Linked DNA regions of Zea mays: region 2 is linked to region 1. Evidence: chromatin contacts called from public Hi-C data. All regions are on one chromosome and are shown on one strand. The core of a region is the stretch at or near the end of the contact, and the rest is flanking DNA. Distances in the headings are between cores, read along the strand shown.

Region 1 (5,797 bases), core at 2,137-4,636:
GTTGTTGTTATCCAGTATCCTGAAACCATAGTTATGTAGCAAGCAGCAAATTTATTCATCTAGTATGGGGACATAATGTTTTGTACTATTGGACATATTTTCAGGGGCACCAAATGTTGGGCACTCAAAAGAATACATGGGGAACTTACAGCTGCTGTAAAGTTGTTAGCTTTGCAATGCTGGGTGATAAGGATCCTGTTAACCCTGACGAGCTCAAAATTCTGCAAACTCATAATGAGAAACTAAGCAAATAGTTTTGTGAACACAAGTAGTCAAGTACACAGCATCACAAGCTTATAATAGTAGGCAAACTAGGAAAAAATAGAGCATGAAACTATTCAATTCAAACGAAATCTCTTCTCCTTTACAAATGGTGGGGTTTAATCACTTTGGACATAGTCAACTGTTAGAATTGAAGATTTCCTTCTGTTCAATGACCATAATGGCATAATGTGAATTTTCTACCTTTTTGGCAGTAATTCAGTTCAAAGTGTAGAAAGTTGAGATGAATGGGCTGAACTTACATTGTTGTGACTTTGTTATCTTGGCAATTAACATTGGCCCAGTAGCAGGGGCTCATTTGATTATCCTTCCAATCACTAAGGACACCACGTTTGTCACCAAGTTGCGTCCTCATTTCAACCAATGCTTCGACTGCAGACAAAACAGTCTTATTTGTGGGGTCCCAAGGTAGGCTCAAGTTCTCAAAAAGTGGTGAAATACTTCCTACTGAATCTAGTCAGTGCTTTCACATGCAATCTGGAATCTCTGTAGCAGTTAATATATTCCCAATACAATGCTCAGATTTGGACACAGCTAACATACATGCACTCTTGTGACCAATTGGAATTTCTCCTGTAAACATCTGGGAATCTGGCTATCTTTGAAAAAAGTTAACAAAGGCTTCAATTGCAACCATATATTGACGCTTGGCTGGGCGGCTGTCAGGTTGGAAGGCCTGACCTACTAACTAAGGAAGGCCACATGATTTTAGTGCAACATGTGTTAACCCTGATGCTGGTGTATTTGGTAATGGCCATCGACCTCCCTTCATGGACCATTAAGGCAAATGGCAAAATAAGGAGAGGTTTCCTCTGGCAAGGAAAGACAGATGCAAAAGGTGGCCATTGTCTTGTGGCATGGACTAAATTGTGCCTCCCTAAAGAATTAGGTGGCCTGCGGATCTCCAATCTTCAAAATCTTAGTTCGGCTCTTAGGAGAGGTGACTTTGGTTGAAGAAAACAGATCCTAATTTTCGCTGGTCTCGTTTTCATATACCTGTACATAAATGTGCACAAGCTTTCTTCTCCATAGCAGTGGTTTCAGAGGTGGGCAATGGGGCAGCAACCCTGTTTTGGTCGGATAGATGGATTCAGGGTCAGAGAATTGCTGACCTTGCACCACAAGTCTTTGCAACAGTTCCCAAGATGAGAATTAGCAAAAGGACAGTACATGAAGCTCTTACTGATCACTCTTGGGTGATGGATATCTAGGGAGCTCTAACTTTTGGAGTTATTAATGAGTTTCTTAGTCTCTGGGATTTGCTCTCCGAGTTGGTGTTACAGCCTGGGATTGATGATGTCCATGTTTGGAGGGTTGTCTTGTGATGGCTAGTACTCCGCAAAATCGGCTTATGAAATCTATTTCAGGGAAGGGTGATCTTCAGATCATGGGAAAGGATTTGGAAATCTTTGGCCTCCTGGTAAATGTCGGTTCTTTGTGTGGCTGGTAATTCGGTATAGGTGTTGGACAGCTGATCAATTAGCAAAAAGAAATCTCCCACATCCTACAAGCTGTCCAGACTGTGGTCAAGCGGAGGAAACCATTAACCACCTATTGTTGGAGTGTGTCTTCGCTCGAGGGTTTTGGTTTAATCTGTTGCGAAGGGCTGGGCTGCAGGCTCTCACTCCTCATTCGGATGATAAATCCTTTGAAGTAGAGATAATCTAGTCCATAATACCAAATAATTTGTATGGCTCTGATGAAAGCTTGTCAGTCATAATCAAAGTTTCAGTTTATAAATACACATATATAAATTGCTTATCTAATTAATAAAGGGCACCTTATTTGGTGGAAACGTTAAAGCCATGGCCATACCTTGGAAGTCGACAGCAAGAGCAAGCGATGCCCGCTGGCATCGCAACAGAAGGAACACAAAAGCTAACAGCTTCATGCTTACTGAATCCATCATCACGTTTCTGTTTCAGGAACTGGTGCGTTGCTGGATCCGTTTTACTTAAAACAGAAAGAAAAGCCCTTGCGAAGTGGAATGGACGCTAGACTGCTGCACCAAGGAAACAGAGCGTGTAAGAGGACAGCAAACATAGAAGAATGGTTCAAAACACACAAAGGAGACTTCATTCGGCATGGTTCCAAAAAAAAAAAAAGGTTTGTATGTGTGAAATGAGTCTTTTGTGTGGTGCTCAATAGTATCCAGAAGTTTCCTCCCATGCATTTCTCACAAATTAAAAGGAAACTTCATTCGGCACCTAAATAGGCTGTGAGTACAGGATCCGGATCGAGTGAGGTTATCCTTATCTAAATGGGACCTAATGACCCTACAGACCTTGTGGATTACTACAGCCAGCCCCTATATTTCCATAGTACATGACAAAAGCCTCCCCTCCTTTTTTTTATTATTTAGTAATCACCGAAGTGGAAATGTGCAGCGAAGTGGAGTCGCTGCCAGTTGTGCCAGAGAGCATCAAAGTCCAGTAAGCATGTTTCTGTCTACTCCTTTTTTTAGCGCCTACGTAGCAACTTCCGAAAGGTCAGTTCCTACTCTGTTTCAAGAACTAGGGATCATGCTATGCGGTGCAGGTGGAACTTTCTCACTCATTTACTGTCCGTTTTGCTATGCAGGTGGAAAGAAACTTGGGGTCGCTAGAGGCAGCGTTCTCCTGTTCGGAGTAGTGTTTGGGCTGAAACAAAGCTTGTTGTTTGCAGCTATGCTTCCATTGGTTTCGCCACAAAAGGCAAGCAAGCAAGAAGCACAGGCGGCAATAAGGCCAGAAGCACAGGGGTGGGGGGAACCGCTCTAATGGCGAGCAAGCAATCAAGAGTCAAGCAAACAGATACTGGGAAGACGAAGACGACGGTGACGAGAAGAAGTCAACGAGGCAATAATTGTACGTGAGCAAAGCAACTGAGCTTGCGGTTGCGGCAAGGAAGAACTGGCAATCCAGCACCAGCAGCAGCAGTGAAGCGAACAGATGCTCAGAGAAGAGAAGAAGCCGAGCAAGCACACAGCAGGGAAGACCGGCAAGCTAGAACTTACCAAGAGAAGGAGAAGCATCAGGCCCACCCCAGCTTCCTCGAACTCTGTCGGGACAGGGAAAGAAAGAGGAGAGTGGAGAGAAGTATCAGCACTGAGAGACTGAGAGGGTGTGAAGACAATGGAATGGTCAAAATTTATCGGAGCGCTCACTGGATCGCGCGCGAACGGCTTGGATTGGCTGCCGTGCAGTACAGATTCTCCATCCACTTGATTGATATATCTGAACCGTCCGCTTGTAATCCTAGGGCTGTCGATGCTGAGGCTCACGTACCCATATCAGCACGGAGATCTATCTTTAGCATACTAAATTAGCCCACTAGTAGGTCTTCTAATATCATAACATGGCCCTACACCCTCCTTTCCATATTAGGGGTACATACAATATATGTCTTGAGCTATATCTTCGAGTGTATCTAAGAGAGTAAATGTAAAAAAACGTAAAAAAAAACTCAAGACACGTATCTTAACAAAGACACTGTGTCTTGGCTCTATGTTCGAGACAAGAGACTAGCTGATCAGTCAATTTAATGTATTGAATGCTCTGATTGGTGCAATGAATATAGCAAGACATATGTTTTAGACACGCTCACTGTATTATATTGTGTTTTAGTTGTGCCTTATACTTGGAGTACCGTGCAGCAGTGTTAGGGTTATACATGCTCTTACACCATCTGTTCTCACTTTTTCGAGGAGTCAATCATTTTTAACTTTGACTAAATATACATAAGAAAATACTAATATTTATAGTACATAATTAGTATCGATAGATAGGTATTTTGATCTGTTTTTGCAGTAAAATTACTAGAAGGAAAGAAAGGAGGTGAGGATGATCACACTGTTCTGGGACAGAGTTTGAATGGTACAAGATCAAATGCTTTTGAACGGAGAAAGTGCCATCTTTTGAGCGCAAGACTTGTTAGCAAAAAAAACAGAGCAAGTTGAGTACACTATTCAGAAAACAGGGGGGGTGGCTGAGTAAATTGTTTAAGACGACTATGCTTCCTAGAGATGGCAATGGGTACCCGCGACCCGATACCCGATGGGTATTTACTCCATTAGGGTATGTATGTGGGCTAAATATTCTACCCGTGGGTCTGTTATTGGGCAAAAATCTTCACCCAATGGGTAAACGGGTATTAGAACGTTCTGCCTTCACCCATACCCGTTAACCCGTGGGTATAAAATACCCAATATAAACTTATCTGAAGCATGAACTTGGACTTCAGTCATCCAACTTTTTTACTATTTAACAACAATTTAATGACCATGTAATGTGCTATGTAGTACTATCACAGTGTTACTACTTTATCCAATTATCTTTGGTGTGTTGAATGGATGGTTAAATGATGCTAGAAAATTTTGTAATGGTATTTATATGGATATACTTGCTATTTGTATAGTATAATATTTTGATAGTTGTTTAATTTTTGTGGGTACGGGTGACCCGATGGGTAACCCATACCCACATGGGTATGGGTATGGGGGTAAATCCATACCCGCCAGCGTATATGGGTAACCCGGTGAGGTTATTTTTGTGTCGTGGGTATGGGTATGGGGTAGTAATACCCGGTGGGTATTTACCCATTGCCATCTCTAATGCTTCCCCTCCCCATTGACTAGCTAATGGGCATGCCGACGTGGATTCAACCATGGCAGAAGAAGTTTTTTGTTTAACACGGCTTAGAATCAGTGGAGCAAGTGAACTAAGCTGCCTGCGTGCTAGATATATATATATATATATATATATATATATATATATATATATATATATATATATATATATATATATATATATATATATATATATATATATATATATATATATATTTCTTGAAGAAAAACTAGCGAGTAGCTAGCGACACTGTCAGTCTACCTGCTGCTGATGTTAGCTAGCTCATCATTATTCTTCACTGAAAACAACAACGATACGGATACGTGTGGATATGACAGATTACAGGTCGTCGTCAGTCTTCTTCTGCTCCTGGCACTAAAGGGTGTTGGGTGTACAGTTTTTAGCAACCGCAAATTGCCCAAGTAAACAAGTAGCGACCTATGGTTGCGACGTTCCGTGCTGCATAATATAATACACACACATAGTATAGACAAAGAGTGCTTTTGACCCTCTCTGAAACCCGGCCTGTCCATCAGAGAGCTTTCACTGAAACTTCAACATATGTCAAGCATACTGTACTGCTGCTTTTTTTTCCCCTCAGTTTTCTTTCTGGACGATTAATTAGACTGACAGTGAGATATTAGTATGAAGAATGATACTGCTATAAGTATTACCGAGTATCAAAGGCTACTCCTCGCTGTATCAGTTGAAAATGTTCTATCGATTACTGCCAAAGTTAATCCATTCCGTGCCACTTCTGTTCCTAACATTTTTCTCCCCCTATCTCAGCGTAAAAGAGCATCTTCAACTGTTCTTGGGGAAAAAAAATATAACCAGTAAATCATTAAGTTTTTCAAGAATGAATACGCTAAAAAAAGTAGAGAGAGCATGTTTATCGGCTTTCTCCA
Region 2 (5,897 bases), core at 2,140-4,639, 310 kb before region 1:
AGAAAACATGCCCCAAGTATTGTCAGTCTGAAAAACAAGCCATCAGCTGGCTTTTACAAAGGATGCTGATCAGTACCTGCTGCAGAAGAACAGTATTGTCCCCCTCAAACGTTTGGAATATATCATGGTCATTGCGCAGAGCTCCAAAACGATTTACAGCAGCATAGCCATGGCCACCACAGGCTTCTCTACATACGCTTATAGACTTGGCTGTATATGAAGTTATGTAGGCTTTCAACCCAGACGAAAGAACATGCACGTCAGCAATAAGGTCCTCATCGTTGGTTTTCTTCATTTCCGAGTACTTATCCACTAACTGCACCGTGGCGAAGTGAAACGCATACGACGACGCTAACATGGGCATCAGTTTGTGCTGGTGAGACTGATAATCCAACACACTGATCTCGGGCTGCTTAGGTGGACCGAATTGGTGGCGCAGCAGAGCATACCTCACAGCGATCGTTACTGCGACTTTGAGAACACCCACAGAACAGTAAGCAATGCCAACTCGTCCACCGACAAGCTCCCCAAGGGTTGCTGCAAATCTTTTGTTAATTGTGGGCAGACTGCTCGTGTATTTCCCATCCCGTGACACATCACCGAACCGATTAAGAAGATTGTCTCTGGGTATCCTAACTGAGCGGAACCTCAGCGCACCATTGTCTACACCATTTAGGCCGATCTTGTGCCCACAGTCATTGATCTCGATTCCAGGAAGAACAGCGTGAGTTTCAAGGTCCCGTATGGGGACGATAAACGCGTGGATGCCCATATCAGCAGCCTCCCCTCCTTTTCCTTGAAGGGGTAAAATTAACCTTGCAAAGACAGTAGCAAATTTTCCATGAAGCGCAGCATTGCCGATCCACCACTTAATAGCTCCATCATTTGGAGTGTTAATAATGAACTCATCAGTGACAGGATCAAATGTAGCGGTAGTCTGTAGGGCTTGGACATTCGATCCTATTTGCGAGAAAAGAACACAACAGTGCGTTAGGTGCTGGGTACAAGCCCTACTGTGTGCCATTCAAAATAAACAGAACACAACAGTATTGAGACACTGTAGCTGCACTGTACATTGATAAATTGCTAAGCAAAATAATAGAGACAGCACCAATTATTGGATAATAAATAAATATAAGTGGAGAACCTAACCATGATGTAGTTCTGTCATTGCGAAACAGCCTGGATAATCCAAATTGTCAATTCCATCAAAGTACTTATCTCTGTGCTTTTTGGTTCCTAGATTTATGACAGAACCACCCCAGAGACTGCATTAGCAAGGAGGTAAAGTTAGTACTATATGAGAGACTAAGACTGCTATCAGATAGAGAGTACATAGCTGGCTACAAAATTTAATCTAGAAGGACACTTTCACAAATTCGAATATGTTGAAATGTACAACTGATAATATATGGCGACAGAGTTTGGATCTGGGCCCATCATCAAAAGAAACAAAACCATATAGCTGAGATAAGAAGTGTCCATATTGATTGTGATTTCAAGGCAAGTGATTGATTGTTATCATCTGTCTGATGAATTGAATGCCTGAAAAACAGCCGCAGCAGGAACTTCTCCAAAAGCAACCTTCAACTGCTCAAGTACATTTTTGCATGGGATTGAGTTGAACAAATCATTGTCCTGAATAATTAATGCATCTTTATGATAATATGCTAAGGCTGGTGCCAGTGCGGGCGGCAGCGCGGGCGAGAAGAGGCCGCTGCCGCCCGCGCGCGGGCGATAGGCGGGCGAGAGGCCGGCGCCGGGCGATGGCGCTGGCGCCCGGCGAGAGCGGGCGATATCGCCTCGCTCTCGCCCGCGCTGGAGCGCCCGCCCGGGCGAGAGGGAGGCGAGAGGGAGGCGAGGCACTGGCGGGGCGAGAGCGCGGGCGAGAGCGACGTGGCGCGATCTGATTGGTCCACGTGTCGCGATCTGATTGGTCCACGTGTGCTAGCCGTTGCAACTAGCCGTTTTTGACCGTTTGGAGTCCAAAAAATTCGAAAAAAATTGCAAAAAATCACAAATTTCATCCCCAATCCCTCTATATATACCCCTACCGTTATGTAATTTTATTTTAATTATCATGTCATTTTATTTTAATTATTATGTACTTTGTAATTTTTAATTCAATAAAAAATATTATGTTGTGTGTTTTCTGAGCGTTGAAATAAATCCGCGTGAATTACTTAATTCTGAAATAGAAAAGCTGACGTGGCTATAGCCTGAGGCTGTAGCCTGCTGCAGCCTGTGCACTGGAGCAGCAGGGGCGAGAGTGGAGGCGAGAGCTGACGTGGCAGGGGCGAGAGGGAGGCGGTGCACTGGACTCAGCCTAAGCATGACCTCATTCACAAAAAGGAAACTGAAATCCTACGTACACCCAAACCAAAAAGTTTTATCGCAATAAAAGAAGGGGAAATAATGGAGAAGAAAACGAGCTCGAACTGTGTTTTCATAAACCCTGTCACTGAGAACCCCTCGCACCAATACAGGTGAGGCAAAGCATCCTTAGAATCCTTTTGAATGCGACAACGGATTGCATGTGAGCTCTATAAAGAAAAGGTTGCTAGGTGTCTGTAGAGACAGCTGGATCGGTTAATTGACCCATAAGTTAGGTAGCATGGTCTACGTACCCTGTCCCCTACGATCTTCGGTCATGTTATACTGAATTGCATACTTGAACACAACCAATGAACACCGCTGATAACTAAGTAACTAGCACCAACGAACACTGGTAACTAACGCCATCACCTACCGACATGAAACACGCGGAGTCTGGAATCATCGCCTATCAATTGAAGCATGCAAACTACTCTACAAAAGCAAAGCAGTGAAGAGCTCAATGTATCACGGAGGCGCGCGATCCTGCTAGCAACGGACCTGTACTGGACGCCGAGCTTGACGCCGAGGGAGATGTCGGCCCCGCCGGCGGCCTCCATGACGGCGAAGTACTCGGCGGGGTCGGTGGCCATGAGCGTGAGCGGGCGCACCCCGGCCTCGCGCACGAGCGCGCGCAGCTGGCGGTAGCAGAGCTCGCGGTGCGCGGCCGTGGGCAGCTCGACGGGCGTCTGCAGGTCGGGGCGCGCCCGGAAGAAGTCGAACAGCCGCATCTGCGCGGCGCGGTGCCGGCCGCGGAGGTACGCCGCGAGCGCCGCCGCCACGTCCGCGCCGCCCTCGACGCGGCGCGCGCACGCCGCGAGGGCCAGCGGCTGCTGGTGGCGGTCGGCCGGGGCCGGGGCGGGCTGGAGGAGGTGCAGGGAGAGGCGGCGGAGGCGGCGCGCCGCCGCCGATGACTCCTCTCCCGCGGCGGATCCGGTTGCCATGGGCGCGCCCGTGGAGGTGCAAGTGCAGGTGCTCGACGAAGTCGCGGGGGCGGAGGCGGAGGCGTGCGCGCGAAGGGAAGTGGAGCCTGGGAAGCGGTGCCGTTACGGTTCGTCCTTAATAATGGGGGTATCGGACTCGGACGCGGGCTGGTCCCTGGAAGTTTTATAGTTTTTCATTTATGCCCTTGTGTTGGGTTTGGTTGCTAGTTTGTATTTACGGTTGAGTCCTCATTGGGGTGCTCGATGTAGATATGTATTTGTTAGAGGATGATTTTGGGAGATTCCGTACGAGTCTAGGACGGTGAAGGCAGGCAACGACGACGGGATATGGAGGTGACGTGTCGGCGCATGGACGGTGATGTGGAGATAAGGCTCGGCGGATGGAATTTGAAATAGCGTATGACCCTGATGACATGTGGGACCAAAAAAAGCCGTGGTGCGTCTTGGGTCCACATATCAGGGATATATAAGGGCTGAGTGCGTATCTTGCCGTGTTTCTTGGCTTTTGTATGGGGTTTGGGCTTTGGAATATGTGCAAACGGTCAGCCTCACGTCTCTCTGGTCCGAACCAAACACAGCTCAGGCTGAGCCACAAGTGTGTCGGGTCATGTTAGACTTTGGCTCGTTTGGTTCATGTCCTCCGAGGCAATTGATCCCGGTTCCAGGCGCTCCAAATGCCTCCTAGGTAGCTGATCTCAGTCTCAAGCGCTCGAAATTAAACACCTGAGAGCGAGAGTTGCCTGGGCTAGAGAAGTTTGGCCACCGGTAAACAAAATAGCCCTTTAGGGCTACTTCGGTAACCTCGAATCTCTTTTGGGATTGAATGAAATTGAGGTGAAAATGAACCAATTTCCTTTCCAACCCCCTTAGGGTGTGTTTGGTTGCGGGATAGCCAGGACAGGGATGCCTTATGATGTTCTCTCCTATCCCTCCAATTTTAAGGGATAACTGAGGACAACACAGGGATAGTCCTGTTCAAACCCTTGACTCCGAACTAAACAACCTTATTTGAGGGATCGTCTCATCCCAACGTTTGGTTGTGGGATAGCCAGGACAGGGACGTCCCTTGGCGTCCTCTCTTGTCCCTCCAATTTTGAGGGATAACTAAGACAACACTGGGATAGTCCTGTCCCAACCATTGACCCTGAACCAAACAATCTTATTTGAGGGATCGTCATGTCTCATCTTATCCCGAAGGGGGTTTGAGTTTCCAAACTAGCCCTTAGTGTACGTTTGAATGCATCAGAACTAAAAGTTAGTTGGCTAAAAAGTTATTAATGAAATTAGCTAGCTAACTATTAGCTTATTAGCTAAAAGTAGATAATAGTAGATTGTATGCATATCTTTAGCTAATTTTAACAGTTAATAATTAGCTCTAGCGTATTTCAAACATGGCCTTAGTACATACCCATGTCCTAGTATAAAAAGGTGTAATCACCTTTTCTTCTAGACCCATAAAGCATGCTCATTCTAAACATACGCGTGTCGATGCTATAATATAGAGAAAACTAAACATATTTCTTGGTCTTTGAACTAAAGGTGGTTACGCCATTAGTAGGCGAAGACCGAACACACCCTCAATCAACCGAACGAAGACCCGATTCTGTCCTAACGGTTTTCACACAGATCCATGCGCGAAGGGGCCTTTAGCGAAGGCATCCTTCGCGGCTGACAGAATGCCATGGAAAGACCACGTCATACGAAGGTGTCACACCCGGATTTAAGGGATAAAGCCGGGTGCATCTCATACATGCGCCAAAGAAGACAACATATATAATAACAGAGTGTATAGAGATAAATATCACAATAATAAGAGTATTTATTACATAGCGGAAGTTTTACAAAATAGAAGATAAATATAAAAGGATCTAAAATCCATCCTTGGCGCCAGAAAGTCAACTGGGAGACGCCACCTAAATCGAATCGAACTCCTCATTATGCGGCTCCTCTTGAACCACCTGTACTTCTCCTGTGGGGGGGTGTGAGACAGCAAGGGTGATGTCACACCCGGTTTTGGAAGGTAAACCGAATGCGAACCATGTACATACCAGGATCAGAAACTCACGTACACAGCGATTACATAATTAGACATCATCACACAATGCTCGAAATAAATAGCGGAAAGGTACTTTTATTACATCAAGATGTCCAAGACATCCACAGAGTCTAATACATAACCATTGTTCAACATTTACCCCATCAATGTCACAGACCAGAAAATGGAAATCCTTGCAAATACATTTCACTGCAAAATTGGATCAATGCCTTTCACTTATTTAGGGCTTCCCTTGGGCCTTCAAAGACCCAACCTGGGTGCTTTTCTTCCTCTTATCCAGAAAATTGAAAAAAGACTTGCGTCAACCTCTATCTTCTTATCACAGGCTGGCAGGCTCCAAATGGTTAATGCAGTCTTCTCCTCACTTCCAACATACTACATGTGCACTCTCAAGCTCCCCAAAACGGTGATCAAACATATTGACAAACTCAGACGGCATTGCCTTTGGAGAGGTGCAGAATTGAATGCCAAGAAACCCCCTCAAGTGGCTTGGAAAACGGTCCGCAATCCAAAATTTCAGGGGG

What was found. Hi-C and Micro-C count contacts between places; a contact is called where the count stands out from the background.
Region 2: a Hi-C map of root tip shows a contact between it and region 1, with 3 times the contacts expected there. The contact joins the promoter of LOC103652794 here to the promoter of LOC100280511 in region 1. A contact is called at or near these places in 7 of 25 Hi-C or Micro-C datasets (bundle sheath, ear, leaf and 2 more) and 1 of 3 datasets of contacts at active chromatin or transcription factors (leaf).

The regions. Positions count from the first base shown.
Region 1 is chr4:7,130,469-7,136,265 of Zm-B73-REFERENCE-NAM-5.0, reverse strand. It overlaps LOC100280511 (BRASSINOSTEROID INSENSITIVE 1-associated receptor kinase 1), which reads right to left and starts at 3,386. Exons shown (of 12, transcript NM_001153431.2): 1 at 3,278-3,386; 2 at 2,098-2,284; 3 at 525-654; 4 at 150-221; 5 at 1-19. The coding sequence starts at 2,191. It overlaps LOC118476862 (a long non-coding RNA gene), which reads left to right and starts at 2,281. Exons shown (of 2, transcript XR_004857668.1): 1 at 2,281-2,770; 2 at 2,863-3,543.
Region 2 is chr4:7,435,566-7,441,462 of Zm-B73-REFERENCE-NAM-5.0, reverse strand. LOC103652794 (acyl-coenzyme A oxidase 2, peroxisomal) reads right to left here and starts at 3,389. Exons shown (of 7, transcript NM_001363512.1): 1 at 2,875-3,389; 2 at 1,153-1,268; 3 at 77-960. The coding sequence starts at 3,317.